Linked DNA regions of Bombyx mori: region 2 is linked to region 1. Evidence: chromatin contacts called from public Hi-C data. All regions are on one chromosome and are shown on one strand. The core of a region is the stretch at or near the end of the contact, and the rest is flanking DNA. Distances in the headings are between cores, read along the strand shown. Region 1 holds the start of LOC101744814 (putative 1-phosphatidylinositol 3-phosphate 5-kinase). Region 2 holds the start of LOC101744337.

The links. A called contact is a pair of places that touch in the nucleus more often than the background predicts.
Region 2: a contact with region 1 is called in a Hi-C map of middle silk gland, with 1.6 times the contacts expected there. The contact joins the promoter of LOC101744337 here to the enhancer-like site in region 1. A contact is called at or near these places in 3 of 7 Hi-C or Micro-C datasets (middle silk gland, posterior silk gland and whole pupa).

What each region holds. Positions count from the first base shown.
Region 1 is chr11:7,386,466-7,392,708 of ASM3026992v2, forward strand. It overlaps LOC101744814 (putative 1-phosphatidylinositol 3-phosphate 5-kinase), which reads left to right and starts at 1,472. Exons shown (of 33, transcript XM_038013912.2): 1 at 1,472-1,917; 2 at 2,340-2,508; 3 at 2,874-3,007; 4 at 3,198-3,361; 5 at 4,292-4,375; 6 at 4,877-5,013; 7 at 5,549-5,650; 8 at 6,225-6,243. The coding sequence starts at 1,609. LOC101745108 (ER membrane protein complex subunit 8/9 homolog) reads right to left here and starts at 1,342. Exons shown (of 4, transcript XM_004931559.4): 1 at 122-1,342. The coding sequence starts at 334. Within about 2 kb of position 4,951, at least 1 of the 8 cell types and tissues checked has open chromatin away from gene starts, as enhancers often do.
Region 2 is chr11:7,430,366-7,436,952 of ASM3026992v2, forward strand. It overlaps LOC101744337, which reads right to left and starts at 3,361. Exons shown (of 7, transcript XM_012695070.4): 1 at 3,147-3,361; 2 at 2,302-3,072; 3 at 1,116-1,233; 4 at 628-805; 5 at 256-318. The coding sequence starts at 3,327. It overlaps LOC101744192 (transmembrane protein 64), which reads right to left. Exons shown (of 3, transcript XM_004931630.5): 3 at 4,378-6,587.

The DNA.
Region 1 (6,243 bases), core at 3,701-6,200:
TGTTCAACTTTTATGTGCTATTATGAAGAGAGTATACACATTTATTTTGCAGATGGTAAAGCAATATAAAATAAGAAAAGGTCCCCATAGGCAATTTTGACTAAAGTTCTAGATAACTTACCTGTGTGAGTGCTACTTCGGCCATTGGTGAGACGTAATGGCTGTGGTGGAATAGTGGTATAGCATCAACGATATCTAAACTTTGGTTCCTGCCACCTTCCTTAGTCTTTCCGGCATCAGCAAGAAGCACACCATTCACAGCACAGTGTGGATACTTAGCGGCGTGCAATATTATTTTAGCGTAGGCTCCGGTTTCAATTGATACTTCACTCATTTTATGGTTATTACTAACAAGGGCTGTAAGTACTATTAATTGAATCAAGTACAGTCAATAATATATTTTCATTAATAATATTCAAGAAAATATTTATATACAATTAACTTATTATCGTATTTTCTTTTTATTAATCTAACTTTATAACGATATGCACATATCTTTCACTGGTTTTGATCAAGAAAGAAAACCAATAAATTAATACTAATGTTGACACTTTGACAGTAGCAGACACCAGTACAAATCATTAAAGTCTATTTTCCAACTAGAAAGGCGAAAGTATCACACCATACATCTTTCGTATTTTCTATTTTATGGAAAATTACATAGAGTGAAATGGAATGAAGTTGATTAATTTAAGACATTTATCATTAACTCAACTAAGAACAAAAGAAATTAAACGAAATGAGATGATATGGGATGAGATACTCTCAGTAAAATGATGGTTTCACTAAAACTTTTTAGAAGAACCAAGGAAGCTACGTTCAGTGGCTCTGTTTAATTTTCTGACATTTTGGACTTTCCTAGATACTAAGCAGTTAATAAACCATCTTTATTACACATTTAAACTTGAAGAAACACTAAATTAACAAAATAAAACAACTGAGACACCTTTGCTCCTCGTGTTTCCGCCAAAATGTCCTTTGACATGTTGATACAACATTAGAATCTATTGAACTACTTTTGTTTCATTTGTCTAATTAAATAAGCAAAAAGAATATGACCTCTAAATGAATAGTAAATAAGGTTTAAAACAAAGTGCTCAAATTAAAGCTTTATCTTTAAAATAATTGTTATGACTATATAGAAATAATGAAACGTGTAATTTAAATTAAAACGTATTGACATGATTAAGTTGTCTGGTAAAGCTTTCAGGCAAATACCAAATTAATTTGTGGTTTCTTTTGGGAACAAGTTTCGAGATCATTTATTGTACACCACCAAATTTACATAAACGTTTCCCATAATACTCGAAACTTCAAAAGGTTTTTCTAGTAACGACAAAATACATTGTTCGTGAGAAATTTTTAATCCACATAACTTTGATCTTAAAGTCTGTCTTCGCTCCAATTGTGCAACTACTTTTCTCTAAGGAAGTTAATTTCATTGTCCTTTCAAACGAGAAAAACAACATGCTTCAATACTGTCAAGTGTCACAATGTCACAACTACAAATTTTAATGTTTTGTTCTGCAAATCTGCATATTTGTTACTTGCATGTAAATAAACAAATCTAAATGCTTTTATTTGCTGTAAATTCTCTTAATATCTACAATGGATAAATACGACACGTCTCAGCTAACTGAATTTCCTCGATTTGAGCCCGAATCCACCCAGAGTGGTGTGTCAACGTTTTTCAATAAACTATTAAAGTTTCCGATATTCTCGCCTAGTGAGGCTAGTGAAGTGCCCCAAGATAAAAATGCTGCTGATAATAGAGATTTAACCGCGTCTGCAGAACAAATTAAACATGAATATGACGATAATAAGGCGGAAACTGGGTCATATGCTCTCGAGTTGGAGGGGCGTAGTCTTCCTAATGTGTTGAGAAGAATAACAAGTTTAGTAGCCCTGGGATCTGGTGTAAGCGTAATTTTTGTTAACTGTCACTGTGACTGGTTGTAGGACCTCTTGTGAGTCCGCTCGGGTAGGTACTACCACCCCGCCTATTTCTGCCGTCAAGCAGTAATGCGTTTTGGTTTGAAGGGTGGGGCAGCCGTTTTAATTATACTGAGACCTTAGAACTAATATCTCAAGGTGGGTGACGGCATTTACGTTATAGATGTCTATGGGCTCCAGTAACCACGTAACACCAGGTTGGCTGTGAGCTAGTCCACCCATCTAGCAATTAAAAAAAAACTACATTGTCGTTGACTACATAACTTATGTGTAAAATTTATTTATTTATCTATTGATAATTCTTCACTCTGCATGGAAATGATTTCCATATTTATATTGTGAACCAAATCCATTTTATCATTATAAGATATCAATTCTACCTCCAGAACGGCACAAGATATGCAGACACTGAACTAGCCCGATACTGGATGCCAGATGATATTTCTCGTGAATGCTATGAGTGTGCAACCAGATTCAGTGCTTTGAGAAGACGCCACCATTGCAGAGTCTGTGGACAGATCTTTTGCTCCAGGTGCTGCAGTCAAAGAGTTCCAGGTAGATTTATGAAATAACTTTACAAAAAAGGCCTACAGAGAGCACTCAAATTATTTAATAAATCTAATTCTTAATTGTTACTGTCAGAGTATTCAAGTATGTATAACAGTAACAGTACTTAATTTAGCTCTCATTATCATGTGACATGTACGAATTTAAAACTATCATAGGGTCATAATAATAATAAGCCAAAAAATAGATACACAATGTTGACAGATTAAAGTTTTCATTTTGCAAATTATTTAATTTTCGTGTGACATTAAACTCCTGTTAAATAGTGTACAATAAGTAACTGACAAAACACAACAGTTATATAAAAATATATTATCAATTAATAATCAAAACAACCCTTTCAATAATTTTAGGCCATATATTCGGATGTGCTGGTGGTCTCCGAGTTTGTAACTACTGTTGTAACGTTGTGCTCAGCTATTTGAAAGAGAATGATCTCACTGGAGATATATCACCTGATTTGAGAACACTGCAGGAAAATCTGCAGGTTTGTTCATTCTAATAATTGGGAATCAATTTATTTAAATGTGTGTGTGTCCTTCATGATCTTGAATATCACAGTTTTTTTTAACTCGAACTATAAATTCAAGAGTCTAATCTGTTTTGAAGGAAACTTGTTGAACCTTGTAAATGTGACTGATGATCTAAATTGAACATTTTCACATATACAATTACAGATGAAGTTCCCAGAACACAAAGGGCAGCAGTTGAACAAGACCCGTGAACATTTCATGTTCTCTCACGAGCAGGAGGAACGTACGGAACCACGTACAACTCAGAAGGAGTCCTTGCATGATATATTCAGGCAATTATCTTTTACGTTGCCTACACAACAACATCGGTAAGACAGTAAATTTTTATTCTTACCACCACTTGTGTAAATGACATATGCATCATCAGCGTCTTAAAAATTTAAAAACAATGCCTATAGCCTTCAAAAGCAATTGAGGATATTATGAGTGACTATCATCATTTAATTTTATGAATGGTGGCAATGAATAGAGCATAGTTGAACCATTATTTTACACAATTAGTCGTTGCTATAATATGTGCTGTGATCACTGTTGTTTTGTTTTAGTTAAAGTTAACTTCATTATTTAAATAGTATTATAATGTAATGAGAATGTGACTGTAATATAAATGAGTCGTCTATTATCAAAGGTGGCAATCTGTGCATTTGGACAATTTTTTTTTATTGATATGTCAATACAGATTGATTTGAATATAATCGTCTCCTTCAAAGAATACGGTTCAAAACCTGCATTAAATAAAGTTTAATAGTTAACCTGTTATTTATCTAAGATGTCGTTCCGAAGAGTTTTGTGACTGCCAGTGGAATACAAAGTCAATAATTCGTTTTTCTGATTTACCAATCATTGTCCAAAAGTCATATTGCCGCCTTTGATAATAGTCGACTCAAATGTAACAATAATGTGAGGATCGGTCATCTTAATGAGATTTGGACTGTGTGAAAGTGGATATGTGAGAGAAGGCTATGAGTGAAGACATGATATATTATCGGTCAAAATTGAAAACGAGGATATTCTGACCGAGCGCTGACTCCACACAGCGAGATACAGGCAAAATATGTATTGAATGCATGCAAAGGTTAAGTGAATTAAATTTTATGTTGGACAATTCCATTGGATAACATTCTTTATTGTAAAAAACACATCATTACAAGATTATACATGTTTCGAAGGAGGTTTGATGGGTAGGAGGTAAAACAGTTTCTGGCTTTTATTGACAGTAAAAACGTTGAACCTTTCAGATATCGATTAGTACGCTACAACGGAGTGTGGCGCGGATGCGACATAATGCAATGGATTATGGACAACACCAGTAATAAAACGAGGTAAACATTCGATATTAATCATTAGCTAAATAGCCTAAACGATTGTGAGGTTGATGTGTGGCAGAATAATCCGGGCCTCCTGGTCGGTAAGTTCAGTGGCTGTCGGCTCAATGCAGCTACTTCAGCATATAGACCGCAGATAAAAGTTTATTGATATAAAATATACAGCACCTTTAAAGTTGGACATTTGTATATTAATGTAGATGATGCATTTATGATTTTACGGGTGGTAGGACGTCTTGTGAGTCCGCACAGATAGGCACCACCACCCTGCCTATTTCTGCCGTGAAGCAGTAATGCGTTTCGGTTTGAAGGGTGGGGCAGCCGTTGTACTGTTAAAAGTGAGACCGTACATTCATGTCTCATGGCTCAAGATGGGTGGCGGCATTTACGTTGTCGATGTCTATGGGCTCCGGTAATCACTTAACACCAGTGAGCTCATCCATACATCCAAGCAAAAAATTAAAAAACTGTAGGTGGATCGTCATTAATTGTTCCCAGAGCCCAGGCGACGAGCGTGTGCCAGGCGCTGCTGAGTGCGGGCTACGTGCAGGGCGCGACTCCCGACCCTCACTTTGCAGACTACGCGCTGTACCGGCCGCTGGCCGAACTACCGACCCTCGCCCACGACCAGCCCCGTCAGTGCCAACCAGCTACTCATAGATAATACACATAAATTAGTTATAGATAACTAACTTAAGCACTCAACAAAAATGCTCACGGGCGTTGGCCACTAGATGGTTTCGCTTCGAATAGTTTTTCATTGCCGTGCCCGTGGATGGCAGTATCATATCACCTATCCTCTATTTTATTTTTAATGAAAGATTTTGTAAATTTTCAGAAACCACAAATTGATAAAATTTAATCAATTTGTCTATAACAAATAAAGACTTGTATGATTTATAAAAATTTTAGGTATCTGTGTTTAGTTATACAATAATTAAATGCCTTAACTTTAACAACATATAAGCTTAGGAGCATGCGCTACAAGATGTCGCTAGTTTTCATACAAAAAAATCTTTGTCTTAAAGTATCGCAGTTTCAGGGCCCTGCAGCTTCTTGTACTCCATATTTGTCTTAAAGTATTGCAGTTTCAGGGCTACTTGTGGAGTACAAGTACAACAAAGACAATGACTGCTCAATCATCATTTTGAAACATAATTTATTTTACAGCGGCTGAAGAATGCACTCGAATCGTTGAGAGCGTGTCGTCTTACTGCCTGGATCTAAATCTAGACGACAGCTCGGCCCGGCTCATCAAAACAAATAAAGCAGGTTAGATTTATGACTTTATCCTCAGCGAAATCAGAAACTTAAAACTGGGATATTGGGCCGCGCCTCCATACCGCATTATGCCGCGGTGTCGGAAATCCCTGCTCATGTAACTTTATGCCGAGGGCCACTTGACTCATAAGCTTCTATACACAGTGCAACAGAATTACAGCCATACACCTCTAGTCATAAGGTCGAAATATCGATTGATAACCGGAAACTGATTACAAAACAATTAAGCAAAGTAGTTACGATTGATATTGACTGAATCAGGTGCTCGGTCCGATTTAGAGAGTAAGAATAGCCGCTATACGTTATAGTTGAGATTTAGACCTCATGTATCAAGCTGGATGGCGACAGTCATGTCATGAGGTCTGGGTTCGGGTCACCACTTAGCACAAGGTGAGCAGTGAGCTTTTTCACTACGTGTTATATCTTAAGTGTCTATAAATTATTTAGGCCTTATTTAGACCAGAAATAATGTATACCAATTTGAGTAAACTTTTACGCGATCGAGAAGTTAAAAAACTCGCACTGAGCACACAGTTAATGTCGTTAACGTTTCGCTCCTTCCTAGAACAACGGGCGCCTTCTTC
Region 2 (6,587 bases), core at 2,111-4,610, 42 kb after region 1:
ATCAGCATTGCTATTAAATATATATGTTCAAAGCAAGAATTATTTAATTTGGTATTATCCATAGTTCTAGTTCATATTAGGATTGTGATTTATCCCCATTTAGGTTCGGAGATAGTGCAAGCACACTCTATGATACTATTCAGCAAATTTAAAGTTATAATTATTTAAAAATGATGTTTAAGGTGTTTTAAGGTTTTATCGTGATATCCATATATTGCTGTCAAACATCTGTTAACATTGTACTATAATACTAACCTTTAATTTCTTTATTTGTTTTTTAAGTCTTTCTATTGTAGATTCAGCCTCTGTTGCTCTCACCTAAAATAAAATAAAATATTAATTGGAAACATTTCATTTCACTGGCTCCTATTTTTTTTAATTAGAAAACAACTGTTTTGCCCAAATAAATTAACGTAAAGAGCTTCGTATAATAATGGCCTTTATTATGGCTTCCGTATTGTAGTTTAGCAATTCAGGCTTGTAGTAAGTGGTCCTTTAATACTTATTTACTTTATTTATTACTTTACTTACTCTATTTATTCACTCAATCGAATTAGAAGTGTGTAGATGTTAGAGGCACTTTTAAATTTCTAATGAGCTAGTCATTAATAATTAAAAAGTAGTTACAGCAGCATCCATAAAATTATTCTCCACAGTGGAGACGGCTGCGTCAAGCTGTCCTTTGTATTGTCTGTCCTGGGTGCAATCCCGGAGCCGAGTTCGCAGATCGGACTCAGAGGCTCGCAGGCGGGAGATTTCCTCTTCCAATCTGCATCGCCGGCTGCGCTCCGTGAACAATTCCGATCTGCAATTATGAGTAACTACTCTTCAGAAAGTGTTACAAATCAAAATTTCTTATTTTTATAACTAATCAACTGTCAAGTAATTATGGTTTCAGTTTTAAAATATCCAATTAATAATGAAAATATTGGTGGCATGAATTTAGTTTGTAGAAAACAATAACTTTCCTATTAAGTACATTCCATTGTTTGCTATGTCAATTTCAAACAATATTCAAGCAACACTAGGTTGGTAGCTAATCATAAAATTGGAATCCTGATCAAGTAAAAAAACAATGTAAACAAATGAACAAAGGATCAATGAATAAAGACTACCTGGTCCTTTCAAGCTCAGACATGATCTGTTGAAGCTGTTCATCCTGGTGCTCTGGCTCTGGGGATGTTCTTCCTGGGTGTACGGGCAGAAAATCTGGTAACCTCATTGATTCTGCTCCTAAAAAGTTTTGCAATGTTTTTTTTAATTTTGACTATCTATAGTTTTCATGATCATTTGGACACACAAGTAATCCAACTCCTTGCTTGGACATCTACAATTGCAACTTACAAAAGCAATCTTTTGTAATTAATTAATAAGATATTCTATGTTGTTGTTGATAGTCAACTTAACATTATAAGTAATTATTAAAATAGATTCCTGTTTGTAATCATAAGTTCATGATAACTACACAAAGTGTAGTACTAAAATGAATTGTCTACATATACCATTCTCCTAGTTCTCCCTCGTCTTAGAATTTAATCATTGATTAAATATAGAAACAGAGCATTAAATTTTTATTTTAATGCTGCAGTTTGGTTCTTGGTTTCCCTGACCTTAGTTGGTTACTTCAGGCCATTGACATAGCAATATGAATGCCATTGTTCACTTCGAGACAATAAGTTAATGTATCATTTGTTATGGTTGTTCTATTATTGTATAAATCTGCTCAGGCTATCCTCAGAAAATATAGTGCCTAATCTTGAATGTCTCATATCACAGGTACACTACAGATACATACTGCTTGAGATATGGCTTTTTCACATTTACGTTGTAGATGTCTATGGGCTCCAGTAACCACTTAACACCAGGTGGGCTGTGAGCACCTCAGCAATAAAAAACAAATTGGAATTTCATTGAATTTCATTTATATTTTATAAATCAAAGATTAAAATCGCTTTTATATTTAGACTAAAACACCTGTGAAACTTCAAACACCTTTTCAATTTCAACCTTCAACTTCAACTTTCAACTCAAACCTTCTATTCACATTTTAATCACATAACATATGAATAGAGAAATGCTCAATACTCAACCTTTATCTGATTGGCATGAAATAAATTTGAATCTGTATTAAGATTTCAGAAACTTTAAATGTATATTGATTTTATCCTTGAAGAGCTATTTTAATAATATTATGTGCTGGGATCCAAAGTTCGTATTCAGATCTCACACAGATATCTCACTTTATACCATAGAACCTAAATGTGTATAATTTAAAATTGATAATTAGCTAATAAAACTCACCTGCATTTGGTGGCAGATCTAATGGAAATGTATTTCTCGGTGACACATTTCTCCTGTCACTAGGATTCACAGAGTCAGTGAGGTCCAGGCTCAAGTGAGGAGGCAAGTCCAGTGGTACTGGCCCTGCAGCTTCAGCTCCCTCTGGCAGGTCAAGTGGAATATTTCGTCCAGATCCAGAATCATTCGAAGCTGACACTGCACCCATGTACTCCTCATAATCATACCCCCTATTACTTCCATAACTGTTATTCCTTCTACCAAGAGATGATGATGACCCAGCATTAAAATTAGTATTAAATGTAAAGTCTGGCAAATTGTCCAAATCAACAGAGATAGGTCCATTGGTATTAAGATATGCCTGTTCCACTAATATATGGTCCTGAACAAAGTCAGGCAATGAGGGCATGCCTAAAGGCTCGGAAGCTAAATTTGGTTTATGGTAATAGGGCGAATTGTTACTGGCTGAATAAAAATTATTTTTGGAATCGGAATTATCCACTACACTTAGAGGTATTTCTACGGAATTACTACAAGACGCATTATCACAGGCGTTGTTCTCTTTGGCTTGCGTGTCGAGTGCTCGGACCTTGTCCCGGCGCGACTCGGCATGCCCTTCGACCCGAGTTGGCGAGTGCTGCACTGTATTGGCGTACACCTTAGGTCGAGCCCCCGTGTTCTCATAAGTTGAAGTGCCCGGCAACGATAGATCCCTCTTTAAGAAATGCCGGAACGAAAACGGATTCTCTTCCTTCCGCGTTGCTCCCGTCGACTCTGCAATGCAAACGGACGGTCTGCCAGGAATGTCTTTATATTTAGGACAAAAAACAACTTCGTTTAACACTCACTGGAAGACGGTCTTTTTGACTCGGTGGGAGATGCCACGCCGTTCTCACTATCGCCATGTCCCGCTACTTCAATACCTAGGTCAGGTTGTAACGCATTTTGCTCAGTTTCTTGTGCTTGTTCCTCATTATTTAAACTTTGGGGCGAGTTCTTTTCCGAAACACCGTCTTCGTCCTCCGCCATGATAAATTGAAAATGACAGTTCGACTTTTGTTTGGAAACACCAACCAATGGCAAATATTTTTTTCCGTTCAGAAACATTAGAAATTACTTCGATGAAAAGATAACACAAAGATTTGGTGTCAGAGTCGTACTTAAATTGACGAAAAATGCGTAAATTTCAATTAAGAAATAAATGTAATTTTCAGAATTTTATAATAACAATAGGATAGGAATCAGTCTCTGAGAAAGGGACAGTAATTTTTTTAGAGGGGTAAAGTAGCCCTGAAGTGCTTGATTTTAAGTATAAAATGATTCTATCTTCATGTCACTCAAAAGGAGACCCAAATTAGAATTTAAGCCCTTCTCACGAAATAAATCCATTGGCTATTAGAAATTTAACACTTAACTACTATAAAACTCAACGTTATGTAACATAAAATTCACTACACTGCTTATATTTAAGAATGAGGGCTAACAAGGCAATTGATGAATAATTTTTTATTTTAAATTTCTTTGAAGATACGTTTTTATTTTAAATTCGTTTATATTGTGAAATTCAAAAAGAAGACACTTTGGATGATATGCTATATACAATGTTGGTGGTTGCGTAGGCGTTAAGTGTGTTTTGTTTTGATTGCATATTAAATTAACATTTTCAATACAATCAATAAATTGCAAATAAGACAATGTGTACGTTGTGTATTTAATTTTCTCTATTTTACTGCCACAAATTAAAATTCGTCGTGACCTGTGTGCTTTGTGCGAGTTTTTTAACGTTCTCGACAGCGTAAAATTACTCAAATTGGTAGGTATGCAGTTAAAACAGCGCCAGTAGCGATCCTTATGAACTCCGAATTACTCCGAAGCATAAGACGCCAGGTGTACCATATCAAGCGACTAAATACTAGTATTCAAATCCCGCAGGCAGGTGCCACTTTTTTTAATGAAGTGTGCAATTTGAATTATATTTACGAATGCCTTTCAAGATGAAGCAAATTAAATTAGTAAAATTAAACTTACCCACATAATCAAATAAGGTCACAGGGAAAATCATGAAAAAAAAATAAACGCTTTTAAGAGTAAATGCATTTAATAAATTTATACTTAATTTCAATTCAATACTTAACATTACAAAATAAACCTTTTCTTCGTATTAAATTCTGAGCGTCGTCATTTATTATGAAACATTATACGTTTTGAGAATATAAAATGTAGGTACATTTACATTTGAAATTGATTTTTAATTATTTTTATATAAATATTTATTTAAACACATTATGAAACGGCGTTGTTGTTGCTAATAGTTTATTCCGTTGCGTTTGATCATGAACTTGAAACGGATTTTATATTTTAATTATACATTATAATGTTTGAATGCCTTTATATAAAAATAACATTATTGACGTGGTCAAAAATATTATGTCCTAAATTACTAATGTAAGTATCGAATTATTGTATTTAAATTATTTGGCACTAGTAATTTTACATACTGAACTGAAATAGAATAGCGGTGTAACATAAAAATCAATTTCGCATGCCCTTTTCTGGTTCAAACCAGAACGCATTGGTGTGAAGGGTGAGGGCTTGAAATTTGAGTCTTCAATCTTATGTCTGAAGGCGGAAGGCGGTATTCATGTGACATTCGGTGATGTCATGATATGGGTAATAACAATCTCCACATCTACAGCAATTACTTACAAACATTACGGTTGGCAGTGAATTTTCTAGAACATTCAAAAACAGCTGAGTCAGTTTAAAACAAATGAAATTGACTTAGATACGACTATTGGGCAAATAGAAATTTCGTGGAATTTAGAGCCTTGTTAAATTATCAATTAAAGTCGAAAAAAGAGGATGAAGGATCTGTCGAATTTCCCTAATTTAGAATAAAATTCGTGCGCCGCAAACATATCGGTTAGCAAGAACAAACAGTATACACATGTTTCAGAAAATAAATTTCCAATTCATTGTTAATTTAAAGAAATTAAATTGTTTTTTTTTAAACAATACATATCGACGCTTGAAAGGCAAACGTGACTAAGCGATAATGCGTGAACTTTACAGTAGACTAATTTAAAGTTGAAATACCTGAAAACAAAATTTATTTTAACGAATCTAGCTAGTAGCTGTAGGATTGAAATGATTTTAATAGACCTAGAAATAATTTTTTTTTGCGCATCGAATATGGTGATTGCCTATCATTTATGTACAAAGCAGTATTGTCGCTTAGTCATGTTTGCCTTTCAAGCGTCGATATTATAAAACTAGTCATATTTACAAAATTGATATTACAAAATAAATAGCTTCAAGAACCTTAGAATTACATAATATTGCACTTCGTAATAAAATTGATTCCACATATTATCAGATTCATGAATTAATATAGAAAATAGGCCGGAGATTAATAAGAATAATAAAACAACGAAAAATACATAATAAATCATTCAAACACTATTTTGATGAGACATTAATATTTTAATTAATTAAAAAATATTTATCGATGGGTGAAAGCTTAGTTGGTTTAAGTGACATTTATTTTTGTAATTAACGGTCCGTTTTCTTTGGTATTAGAATCAACAATTCGATGTCTTTAATTTAACTTCAATCTCTTTCCTATTCAAACTGAACAAGATTTTTCCCAAATTTTAAACTATAAATGGCTCTCCTATAAAGTTGCAAAAATGTCACTTAAGTCAAAAATTCACTAATGTTTAAACCAAATAGCCTTTCTCTATGATGAGATATGCCTATCTCTATGCCATTGAAATATTTTGCAGCTGTAAATTAATCTAACGACTCCTCTTTTAAGTGGCTTTACGTATTATTGTTTAGTTGCAGGTTTTTAAGTAACTTTTATGCGATGCCACTTTATCCAGTTAGTGATTTATCCTATTTGACAGTAGTCTTCAGTGTCACATCATCTATGTTCAGTGTCATTTGAATTCAACATTAGTTATGTCAAATTGACATTTGACATTGACATATGTATTTTAGTTGACGTTAAATTCAATCACATGTGCTATTCGGAATGCGTCAATCGAATTCTGTTTGATTACTAAATGTACTATATTAAGTACATTTACTAAATATTGACGTGCAAAGCTAATGAGCTAGTTTCGATATAATTTTGGCAACATTTCTAAAAAGGGATTTGTAGTGACAGAATCATTTTCAAAATTAGATTTCATCTAATTTATTTACGACCGAATTGAGAAAAAATAAATAAAGGATTCATACTGTAAAATCTACTTTTTATGTACAATAATTACATTATTGTGATG